Regions from separate parts of the Zea mays genome. Here region 2 is linked to region 1. The links are chromatin contacts, called in public Hi-C maps. All regions are on one chromosome and are shown on one strand. The core of a region is the stretch at or near the end of the contact, and the rest is flanking DNA. Distances in the headings are between cores, read along the strand shown. Region 1 holds the start of LOC100273726. Region 2 holds the start of LOC100280585.

Evidence for each region. Hi-C and Micro-C count contacts between places; a contact is called where the count stands out from the background.
Region 2: a contact with region 1 is called in a Hi-C map of leaf, with 6 times the contacts expected there. The contact joins the promoter of LOC100280585 here to the promoter of LOC100273726 in region 1. A contact is called at or near these places in 2 of 25 Hi-C or Micro-C datasets (ear and leaf).

What each region holds. Positions count from the first base shown.
Region 1 is chr6:174,212,136-174,218,529 of Zm-B73-REFERENCE-NAM-5.0, reverse strand. LOC100273726 reads right to left here and starts at 4,786. Exons shown (of 6, transcript NM_001148136.1): 1 at 4,687-4,786; 2 at 3,612-3,872; 3 at 3,398-3,504; 4 at 3,114-3,246; 5 at 2,835-3,029; 6 at 1,667-2,386. The coding sequence starts at 3,863. The coding sequence ends at 2,030. It overlaps LOC103630692 (zinc finger protein-related), which reads right to left. Exons shown (of 14, transcript XM_008651747.3): 13 at 6,148-6,219; 14 at 5,702-6,064. The coding sequence ends at 5,930.
Region 2 is chr6:174,419,363-174,425,679 of Zm-B73-REFERENCE-NAM-5.0, reverse strand. LOC100280585 reads right to left here and starts at 2,589. Exons shown (of 2, transcript NM_001153504.2): 1 at 1,591-2,589; 2 at 213-600. The coding sequence starts at 2,481. The coding sequence ends at 487.

The sequences.
Region 1 (6,394 bases), core at 3,537-6,036:
GCTGGAACGAAGGGAAAGAGGGCCTGCAACTTTTCGGGCCCTCTTTCTGACCCAATCACCGTCACCACACCCATTAAAAAAAATCTTTGGATTATCACGCGTTATGGTGGTCATGCTAGGCCGCCAGTTACTAGTAGTGTGGCAGTCCGGGCACCACCACACACCACAGTCCGGAACTCCGGATAGACGAACAGATTTGTGGCAGCAAGGTCTGTTTCTGTTGGGTGGAGCATCGCACGTACATCTGATCTATCTAGCGTTAGCTCTGCTCGCATGTAACGCGTGCCTTGCATGTTCTCTGCGCCTCCCAGATCCAAAAGCTAGCTCAGGCGATAGCCGTCTCCGGTACGGTATCCAGTTATCCACTGTCCAGGCGGAGCAAGAGGTGTGTGTTCCGCTTCCGGGTACTACATGCACGGTCACGACGCCGTCGGGCCCGCTTGTCAGCTTTCCGCGGATATACCGCCGCAAAGGCATTATGGTGGCAAGACCATGCAATGCAGATCAAATCCAAGAAAAAAAAAAGAAAAGGCTTTACTGATGGAACTCGTCTACACTACACACATGCCAGGAGAGTAGTCCTGTACCTCCTGTACCCTACACTACAGTATGCTGCACGTGGGGCTCGGTGATTCGCTACATTCTATAGTATGTACAAAGGTAGATACTGCGTGTCGTCCGTCCGTCCGCTTTGACACAATGACACGTACGTGCGTACGTCGATCGTATTAGCTTCGCCTTTTTTTTACTCGTACTGACGACAGCGACACAGTCAACGGACGACCGGTAATCCCTTCTTGCATGCCTCCCGTGGCGCCGTTTCCGCGTACATGCCTACATGGCCGGGGAATGGTCAAACACCGTCGAGACTCGAGCGAGACGGACGATGTGCTGGTGGCCTGGCCTGGTGCCCTGAACGACCAAGCAAAAATACAGAGGATGGGCTCTGGATCCGCGTGGGAGTTCGTTATTTCTGGGCTCCTGCAGATTTGGCCCGGATAAGTACAAACTTGGTAGGAAACATTTCGATTGAATACTCGTTGTGCACGATGACCTCAAATGATCCGATTGGCGGGTGTAGACACATAACGTGTCCAGTGAAGCAAATCAAACTGTTCTTGACCTGTATATCCCCGCTCTGTTAAACAAACGAGTTTGCCGGAAGCAGTATTGCTTTTAGGGCTTGTTTTGTTTGGGAATTGGGAGTAAGGGAAATGGAGAGGCTAAAAAACCTCTTGCTATTTAATTTTAAATAACAAGGAGATTTTGCCTCCCTTGCTTCTAAGCAAACCTTCGGCTAAGCACCGACCGGCATCAAAATCCACGAAACTTCAGGCAGCAAAATGCTCATGCCATATACACGGGTAAGAACCATGTCAAGTCAAGCCGTCAACCACCAACAAGCACCGGCATGATGCCAAGGTCATACTGTCAGTGTCCTGCAACGGAATATAACATGTTGGCGACGACACAAGACTGGTGGTTTGCCATTTCGATACCACAACGAAAGCAGAGACATGCTGTAAATACCAGAATGAACACCATAAAGTTCTACTCCCTCCAAAGTTATAGGCCTTTTATAGACAACTTATATCTAGATGCATAACAAAAGCTATATACTTAAAAAAAAGTCAAAACGACTTATGATTTAAAACGGAGAGAGAGTACAACATAAGGGTGGCGCACGAATGCCAATGACATCTCCTTCAAAAATAACATAACCTGCACCCGATGTGGCAGAAAGAGGACTGTATATAACACTGACCGTGGGTCAAATTCTACGTTCACCTGGCGAAACAAATACCAAGTAGTGGAACAAAATGATTATACAATCAACTATAGCAGATATATGTCCCAACCAATATTAACACCGCGGTCACACCTGAATTCCCGAACCAATAATCAACCGATTCCCAACTGGATGTAACCAAGGACCAGCCATAAGCATGTACATCAAAAAAACCGAAGGGGGTGGACAATCGCGCTCTGATCGCATCTACAAACTCATTGTGGGCTTGTGTGCCTCATGCTAGCAATCCACATCCAAACCTTCTTTTGGGGCCGCCGTGACACCCTCTTTTGTAGCATTTGAAGTAGAGGCGACACCCTCTTTTGGAGTAGTAGAGGTCACGCGAAGGATGGCTTGGGCGCTTAAGGCAGAAAGCTTGGACTGACAGAAAGCCTCCCATGACTCAGCATCTTGTGAGACAGAAGGTTCACCCTCATTTTCGTCAGAGGTGGAGGCCTGAGACTTCTCATATAATACCTGTAGTTCCAGTGCCAGGTTGCGAGCAGCCTCTCTTGATTCAGGAAGCTGGTCACTGAGTTGGGTTGCTGCAATCTGGACGAGCTTATCCATTCCATATTCTCTGATTCCCTGCACATCCTGGACAAAAAGAGAATACCATTGTTGTTAAACAATAAGAATAACAATGCATCCCTCAAATGCTAGGCAACAAATACTGGTTGGTGCATGTAGATGTAGCTCTATAGTGCACAAATTGATGTATCCAATCTCACTGTTGCTCTATTGAAGATGCCATCAAAGTATGAGTTCAAACATGAATAACATACAGCCTACAGCTAAAAGCACATCTGTCTTAATATTCTCAACCATCAAATGAATAACATGCCAACTAGGTTCAGCTTTTTGACACAGGCTGTTCAATGTTTAGAACATAGAACGAAGGATCTGAAAATAAACTTAAAATATCTGGAATACCATGTCAACTAGGTTCAGCTTATCCATTCCTATCTTAAGTTCCTTTTACAATAAGAATTGGGTTACAGAAGCTGCAGCTGTATAAAATTTTCAGGCAAGAAAGTTCACTTACTAAGCAAGGTACACTCTTGCTCAAACACACTGATGCTTTTGCTCGAACCCGCGGATTCCTGTTCTTGAGGTAGGGCTGCATTCTTGGTAACAGTAGTAATGGGGAGATCCAACTTGTCATCGATGTAAGAGCTGCCTCAGCAGCTTCACAGACAAAACGCTTATCTTGTGAAGCCTTTAGAAACAGCTGCACTAGCTGTGAATGCAGCAGTTGACAGAAAGATGTTTTCAAAGACCTTTTAGCTAATACAAGAAATTTTAAATGAATAGCGATACTCACCAGTGGATCAATAGACTCAACCAGTAGGTCACCATAGACCTTAAAGATGTCAGCACAAGTCATCAGTGCTGTTTTGCATACAGCACTTCTTGGGTTCTTCACAGATTTCACGATAAGAGGAACTAGAGGCTCCCTGCATTCAAACAGTTCGTGCTAAACAATTAGCAAAGGAGATATGATATTCTCTGTCATTGGCATGGATAAGTGGTTCCAAAAGATATGTGAAGAATTTTCCAACGGGGAAACACATTTCTTGTGCATATAATATGATGGAAACAACTTACAGCAGCTCCTGCAATCTTTCCTTGTGATACATCGCCAACTGACGAACATTGTTGAGAGCTTCACATGTCATAACCCAGTCCTTTGAATCCAACCTTTTAACTAAGGTCTGTTGAAAAAGTAGAAACAATAAAACTTAGCTTTGACTAGAACTAAAAACAAAGAGAAACCAATCTGTCCAATAAAATATCACAAATATGCAAACAGGTGCCATACACATAGAGCTGCATCAACATCTGGTAGATCCACTAGATTCTCAGAATCAATGTACTCCACGTCTGCATTTCCAGCCTCGTTTCCATTTGTCACAGCGCCAGGGCAACAAGACGGAACATTTTGTTCCTTGTTGGCACATTTGTTGCCATTCAACACAGGCTTGCTAATGCAGGATTTCACAGAATTGTCATTTCCATTCTCCACGTCTTTTGATTGAGAAACATTGGGTTCTTTCAAAGAGCTTGTTGACATTTTCACGCCCTACATGGGTTATTCACAGAAAAAAAGGCACTTAAGAAAAAAAATGAACAAAATCCAGGCCCTCCCTACAGGTACAGATTAATAAAATAGGTTAGAGTATCTCTGGTGATTATGTGGAACGCTGTCCATACTAAATCGACAGTCCATAGTGCAGTCAACCAGTCCATGGAACAAGGGTCGAGGAATAAAACAACAGTGCAAAAACATAATTAATGGAAGCCGAAATTTAGATGGTTCCGCCGCACCAATAATCATCGGATGCACACTCAATAATCAAGGCACAAAAGCACACTCAAACATCAAGGCACAAAAGCACACTCAATGACAAATGATAATCTAATCACCGACGAGATCTCACCACGTTAAATTCTACAAGTAATAGATCTCATCGAGGCTTAAGGCCAGGACGACTTAGCCTACAGTGACCGGCACACTCAAGCAGTACCCACAAAGGTTTGGTAACTTATCAGCAACAGTGCCACAGGTGGAAACGTAGAACCTAACCGAACCACGCAGCACATAAATCTATCTAGAAGTAACAGAATGTGCAGGAGAATGAACTGGATTCAATCAGCCCACAGCCACAGCGAAGTGGTAAAAAACCACTACCATTACACAGGCCAGACCCAGAAAGGGACATGGGTCATCGGCGTACACTTGCACACACAGTATTCCTTGCAAAGGAACCAGGTAGTACGAATGCGTACAGTTGTAAGTAGATCAGATCCAAATACAGAAAGCCAAATAGTTAAGGCTAGGGTTCCAGTTTTATCGGTTCCGCGCAGAAGGAGCGGAAGAGAGAGGGTGCGCATACCTGGTGAGTGCTCGTCGCCGGCGAAGGTCTGGCGAAGCGCGTCGGCGGTCGCTGCACGAGAGAGAGAGAGAGGCAGAGCACACGCCGGGTGAACGGAGAAGAGGCGTTGAACTGGTGAGGACAGGGTGTTTTTTCTTTCTTTTTCGCTTTGATGTCAATTTTGTCATTGTCTTTTTACAAATAGATCCCTGGCAGGCTGGCAGTAGTGGCAGTGGCAGAAGTATTTCACAATACCTAGATTTTGTACCATGTGTTTGGTTCCTGTACATGGGCCAAGCCCAATACAGTTTAAAGGCGCGCAGGCCCAAACCACGACCCACTCTCTAATGCTATTACATGGCCGGGGCTAGGTCAAGGTCATCAAACCTGTATCCTTTTTTCATTTTTACGTTTAAACATATTCGAAATCTCAAAACGATACGACCGCCGCCACGGCAATGCAGGTCAGCTCAACGTTACATACTTACATATACACGGCCATTGTGGGCACGAAGGCACGCACACAAGGTGGCATCGCCTGTTAAGAGCCCAAGGTCAGTGTCCAGCAGGAACAAGGCTCGGCTGATCGAAGCAGCAGTCAAGTTTCTGAAACCTGGCCTGCAGTCCAGGAATCGCCGCCTCTTGGAGACACGCGTATTTGGAGTATCCATGCAGCAGCAGCAGCGGTGATAGTGCGCCCGGTGCTGCTGCTGACTACGTAATGTGTCCGATCAATTCGTAAGAGATATGTGACACGTTGGCATACCAAAAAAAAATATTAGGTGCTCGCAATCTAGGATCTCTGGGTCTCTGGAAGATTCTACTTGTGGTCAGAGGACTGAAGAGGATACTTCATACTTGTAAGAAGAGCATTCCAAGTAAAAGATCAGACGAGAATGTACCATGTCAATCGCAACCTGAGTATTTATTTGCTCTTCAGCTCAACTGAGTCGGCTTGAGTTGGGGACAGTGTTCAGAAGGTCTCCAACTGTATCGCTGATACAAACCGAGATGTTCCCAGGAAACAGCTGAAGGGCAACACAGGAAATATATGAGCGAATATATTTCAAATCGTAGAAATACAGTTAGTTTGGGACGGGAGCGAGTAATTCTCAGACTCCTCATGTGCACAGTCACTTTTTCCTCATAATACATCCAGGTGGGGTTCCTCCCCCAGTTCACTCTATAAAAAAACTATCACACCTACGGTCACAAGGTTTCTACCCCGTCGATATATATATACAAATGGATTGCATAAAAGAAATTATAGAGGGCGAGAACACTCTGCCGTATCAGTCTTGATAACTCTGGTGTTGTAAGAACCACAGAAACCACACTTGTGGTAGAGCCAATGAAACCGTGACCTGCCTTTTCTCTCGCAGTCGTTACACAGTATATCCTGAAACAGCCACGCAACGATGATAAACGTAATGTGAGCTATATGAATGAAATAATGAAACCGGGACTGCGATAATGGTTTACCTGGCACCGGTCCTGGTATTCCTCAGGAAGCTGTTCTGCAGCCAGCAAACCATCAAGCATGCCAAAATACACCTTCAGAAACAAAAACGTCACATTAGCTATTTTACTGGACTGGAGAAAAGCGCAAACCGCTGTAGGACTTATGTATCGTCGAGAACTGTGAGCAGAATAACATGTCCAAAACTAAGATCAACTATAATTTGGAATGTACGGAGTATTGATCTTCAAGCCTACAAGGGTCCTTGGT
Region 2 (6,317 bases), core at 1,340-3,839, 210 kb before region 1:
GCTTTTAGTCAGATATAGATTCATTTTTCCGAACTATTTTGAATTTAGAATCACTATTAAAGAATAAACTCTCAGAGCTAGAGAATTTGTGCAGCGCAGCGGAGCTCCGCAGCTAAACGAGCCCTAAAGCTACAATTGCAGACTTAAAATTCATTTTTCTATCTGCTAGTTTTCTTCGATTCAAATGCTAGTTTCTGGACAAAAGATTCAGATTTGCCAGCTGAGGAAGTAACCATTTCCGCAGTTAACTTCGCCAAAAAAAAACACTATAAGGTAAACAGATTATAAACTCAGACAAACACCCCCTTTCACAAGGTAAAACCAAACAAGCAAATTTAATAAACTTCATTAACAAAGCTAAGCTTAGATAGTTGGGCGACCATAAAGTACCAAGCAGACGATGTAACTCACATAAAAAAAACTATGTTCCGCATTGCAATGTTTCGCAGAACAAGACCTCCTAGACCCTCGACTGGATTTCGACATCTAGCCTGCGTAGCCATATCCAGAGATCTTCCAGACCCTGATAGACCCATCGGTGTAGCCAGTGTAGAGGGTGCTTCCATCGGCGCTCCAGCTCAAGCTTGTGCAGTACAGGATCTATACAAGTGCACCAGATGCAGTTAAATATCAATCAGTCTGAGAAACAGTAGATGATCATCCAACCAAAAAATAGTAGTAATGAGTATTACACAGAACATATAATACATCCGGTAACAGCAGTTTCTTCCATTTTTCATAGTTAAATATAAGGAGGAAAGACAACTGGCACGAAAATAAACACCTAATATCTGAATTCATGAGTAAATAAAATGTGTGTACATGTCTAAATGATAGTAGGCCATGACACATTATATGACAACTTTACAAGTAACAGAAAATTCATTGCAGACTATAGTTGAGATGCACAATTGATAATAATCACTGCTGATGGCAAAAAGCCAACTGTAGGAACAAAATTACATCAGCAGAGTTCAAGACAACATGTGCCCAAGCAAACACTATCTAGACGTAATACCAAGAGCACTGACACACTAGGTGAGATATAATGCTGATAGCAAACAACAATGCTGATGACAAACAATAATGATGATAACAAACAATAGACTGGATGAGGTTATAAACTCACAAGATGTGTAGTATAATACACGAATATATACAAAATTCAATGATTGTATAAAGTTATGCATTAATATCATGATATAATGCTCAGTAGAGACAATAGAGTAGAGGCTAGACAGATAGGATAACAAGAGCTGCAAAACAAATGCAAAATTGATAGAACAAACAAATCTTCGCCACAGCAAAAACATCTAATCCAAAATGTATTCTTATATGCATTAAGGCTGTTTCCAGCAGCCTTCCTATCCCACTCCCCATTTCAAAATTCACTCTATAAACAGTAGACTCTACAGTACATATAAGCGCACGGCCTAACACTAAAGATTAAGCACACTGTCATTTCTGCAGCGACATTAACAGGAAAAAGGAAGGCATCGGGACAAAAACATATACAATTACTGACCCTAACCTTTAGGGTTTTCCGAAAAGGTAACATGCATGTTAAGCCAGGTAAGGTTGGGTACAAACCTGGTTCTTGGAGATCTGGATGTCAGGCTTGAGGTCCTGCACGACGTGCTTCGACTCAAGGTCCCAGATCTTAACAGAGTCCTGGGTCGCAGCGCAGAGCCAGTAGCGGTTGGGCGAGAAGCAGAGGGAGTGGATGATGGAGCCCGCATCCAGCGAGTACAGCCTCTTCCCCTCAGCCAAATCCCACAGCAGAGTAACACCGTCCTTCCCGCCGGAGGCGCAGAGCGATCCATCGGGGCTCACGGCGACGGCGTTAACATATCCGCCATGACCATCGAGAGTGCAGCGCAGCTTGCAGTTCGTAAGGTTCCAGACCTTGACGGTGCGGTCCCAGGAACCGGAGACAATGGTGGGCTGAAATGTGTTTGGGGAGAACCTGACGCAGGAGACCCACCCGTTGTGGCCCTCGCCGCCACCGAGGTCACCTCCGATGGTGTACTTGCACTCACCGAGGGTGTTCCAGAGCTTAATGGTCTTGTCGCGGGACGCGGAGACGATCTGGCGGTTGTCAACGGAGAAGGCAACGGAGAGGACATCCTTCTCGTGGCCGACGAAGCGGCGGGTGGTGAGGCCGGTGGAGAGGTCCCAGAGGCGGAGCTCTCCATCCCAGGAGCCGGAAAGGGCGAACTGGCCGTCGGAACTGAGGACGACGTCCTGGACGAAGTGGGAGTGGCCGGTGAGGCGGCGGAAGGGGACGCCGTAGTCGGCGGTGGCGCCGGATTCCGGGGTGGAGTGGACCGGGTTGGTCAGGTCCCACACCAGCAGGGACTTGTCGCGGGAGGAGGAGACGATGAACGGCGAGTTGTCGATCGGGGTCGCGATCGCCGTCACCTCGCCGTTGTGGCCGCGCATCGTGCCCACCAGAGAGAGGGACTCCTGCGCGCCAGCCATGGTTGCTGTGAGGGATTGGGGCTGCAAGGGTTGCGTTGGCGGCGGCGCGAGGGAAAGGATGATGCGGTTAAGGGGCGGAAACGGGAGGTGGACTCATTTATAGTCGGGAGAAATTGGGACTAGGGTTTTGCGACGCTAGGATGTGCGCTAGAATGGTGGGTGGAACATCAGACGGTTCAGAGGCTGAGGGGATCATACGTTCGCCAAAAACTAGCGCTTGTTGTTTCCGCACTAAAGTTGTTTAGATTCGTTCTAAAATATAATTCATTCTATAAATTTTGAAGTGTCAATTTTTTTCAATTTAACCAAATTTATACAATGAATTAATAACATTTACAATATCAAATATATATCATTTACAATATCAAATATATATCATTATATTCTCTATTAAATATAGTTTCATATTATATCTATTATGTGTCATAAATCTTTATTATTCTCGCTATACTTTTGTTCAACTTTAAAATTTGACTCTCCAAAAATCTTATAATGACTTATATTTTTGGACGAATAGAGTATTAAATATAGTCTAATTACAAGACTAATTATATATATAAGAGCTAAACAATGAAACAAAACTTATTGACCTAAATATTTTATGATTAGCTCACGTGATGCTACAGTAAACTTTTGTTAAACATGAGTTAATTATGCTTAAAAAGTTCTATTGTTTATTCTTATATATACTTAGTAACTGACGCGCACTAATTGTAATTTAGTTAAACCAAATTTAATTATATCTATAAATAATAAAATATTTGCTTTAAAGGCAATAGATATTTATATAAAAGTTGAATCAATAGATATTTACATAGAAAATGTTATAATTTTAAAGTAAATACGGAGAGGAACTTTAAAGGCAACTTTTCCACATGTTGCTTCAATTTGAGGTTTGTCATCCTATAATAGAATTGTAGAACATGCATGGTTGTATAAATAATAATAAAGAGCTTGTATGCCTATACAATAAAAAATCATACAAATGCACTTGCATAAATACAGAGGATGGCGTGGTGCATCGCGAGTTGTGACCGTGGAGTGGAGACTGAGGCGAAAGTGCGACAAAGATGATGACTTCGCTGCCCCGTTTGCCGCCTCCTCGGCTAGGCGGAGCTGCATGGTCGTCGCCTCCTTATCGAGACACAGCGGCCCCTCTCCGTCCACTCGTAAAATTGATGCAACGCTTTAGGAGTCAATGGGCGAATTTTTGCCACACGTTGGGCGGCGATGGAGTCTTCGCGAAAGAAAGAGCACGCTTGTTGTCATGTGCCGTTTCAAATTGAATCAGACAATCCATCTCTTTTTCGCCAATGTAGATAGCACTACGGTCGAGTTGTGCTCCGATCCGAGCTCTATTATATAAACTAGCTGAGCGCCTGTGCGTTACAACGGGAATATATAATATCAGTATACTACGATAATTTATATACAAAATGTGTGTTATACTGTTATGAGAAAATGTTTCATAACCAATTTCTGATCCTAGTCATACATAAATTTTGTTATTTTAATCTAGTTGTTTCACCACTACATTGCAACCATCAATATCATGCAGACTTCGATATATGCCACGATTTGTATGACCTCATTATTGGAGAGCACGTTCCACACATGCCGGAAGAAATTCCCTCGTACATCGTTAGTCATCAGACACGCACCACCGTATGCTCTTTCTTAAACAAAAAGATAAGTGTGTGGGTTTGAGAAGATAATTAAAGGCAGGCCGACACAAAAGCTACCCTGACGGTGGCGAGGATGACGAACTGGTCACTTTTGTCGATCATCCTCTGCGTCACCTCCGGCGCCATGATGACGCCACAATCCTCGATATAGTAGTTGTACAACGCGCGTGACATGACGAGTACCGATGACTCTTGGTTGGGCTGCCAAACGAAGTGTACCCCAGGCTCATCAGCGAGGTAGTACCCTGGCCGTTGCACCACCTGATGCGCTACTCCGCTACATACATCATGTTCGAGGACACTCACACAACATCAGCAACGTCCATCGTCCCAGTGCATAAGAATTCATGTCCGGTCAGTAGCAACTTACGTGGCAGGTTGGGCTTCAGGTGGATGATGAGCTGGACGGCGTGATGGCGTTGTCGTCGGATGCGGTGTCCAGAACAACCCGAGAGTCGTCAACGTTGGCGACAACCATGAGGCCCCCTGCTTAACGATGGACAGCACGGTATAGCTGCTCTGGACCGCGTCCAAGTGACGGCTTCGCGGGAGCTTGTCGTACACAGCGGCGCATGCGACCACGTAGGACTTCTTCTAGAAGTCGAACTGATAGTAGCCAAGCTTCTTCTCATCATCGATGAGCGACGCCAACGCGAGTGCCTCTTGCTCATGGTGTTTGTTCGGGGTTTCAAGTAAGAAACATGGATTCATGCTTGGCGTTGGTTTATGAAAATGACTCACAAGTCTGATCCATGGAAAAAATATTACAAAGAATAAATGTCACACATGTAAATAGGGAATTTAAGTATAAAATATTATTCAAACAAAAGAAATCGCATGCAAAGCTCTTCTTTAAATAATATTACCTCCATCCAAAAATATAATTCAAGAATCTCGGTGATACTTATCTACTACTACGCATTGTGCAAGGGTAGCAAGTGAGCTTGGTGAGAGATGTAGTAGATGTGTTTTCTGTCATAGATGCAGGCATAAACACACATGTGGTGTAGCGGTAGTTACTCTTGGCCTTTGTTTGAGAGGTCACGGGTTCAAATCCTCTTGAGGACATGTGTGTTTTTTAAATTTTAGCTAGACATGGGCTGTACGGAGGAATGGGAATAGGCTTTGCGGGGAGGGGGAATGAGAAAGACAGAACAAAGAATGGGAATGAGAGAACAAACATGGGAATGACAGAACATGAGAATGAGAAACGCAGAACAAGGAATGGGAGTGGTGGCAGAACGGGAATGACAGAACATGAGAATGAGAAACGCAGAACAAGGAATGGGAGTGGTGGCAGAACGGGAATGACAGAACATGAATGGTGGCAGAACACGGAATGGCAGACTACTCTTGCAGCCTTAATAAGCAGTAGAGATGTAAGTATGTGTTTGCACGTTCCTATATCGATGACATATTCGATTATCAAGCAAGCACTTCTTGCTCTAGGGTGCATCCCCATAGTGTGAATTATCCATACTTCCAAGAAGTATCTAGGCCAAATATATAGTCCCGATATTAATTGGATCCCTTTGATATTCTGCATTGTTGTCACTGCTGGATTTGAAAACCAAAGTCGGATAGTAAGTGCATACGATGAAATCTTCCCACGTCTGTCTATACATACTACAAATTTGGCATTCCAGCTCAGTTGCTAACGTCGCACATATCATGAAAAAAATATGTTATATACAAAATTAGAGAAATACATGCAACTCGATGCGAAACTTAGACAAGTATTCCCTCTTATCTAGCTTTTTTTGTTTGGAATCCACATTAGGTACAACTAGTATTGAAGTATACTGACTCCTGAGCATACAACAGTTGTCAAAGCTATTCACTGGGCACCTGATCTTCATCTCTGTGGCCTGCTTGCATCTGATGGAGAAACAATAGATAAATGCATACGATTCTAGAATACGGCTACAAATGCGCACTTGAGTTGTGTTGACGGTGGCAGACAGATATGCTTAGATTATATATGTAATGTGCATCTAGATATTTTAAAAAAATAGTTTGTATTTGGGTCTCGGTTGACATCACCCACCAGTAGAGCTAATGTGCACACCCAATGGCTCTCCTTGGCGCGGTGCAGGTAAGTGATGACGCGTCGAGGGCTACACCAGGACACACATCGAGCGTGGGGTCACC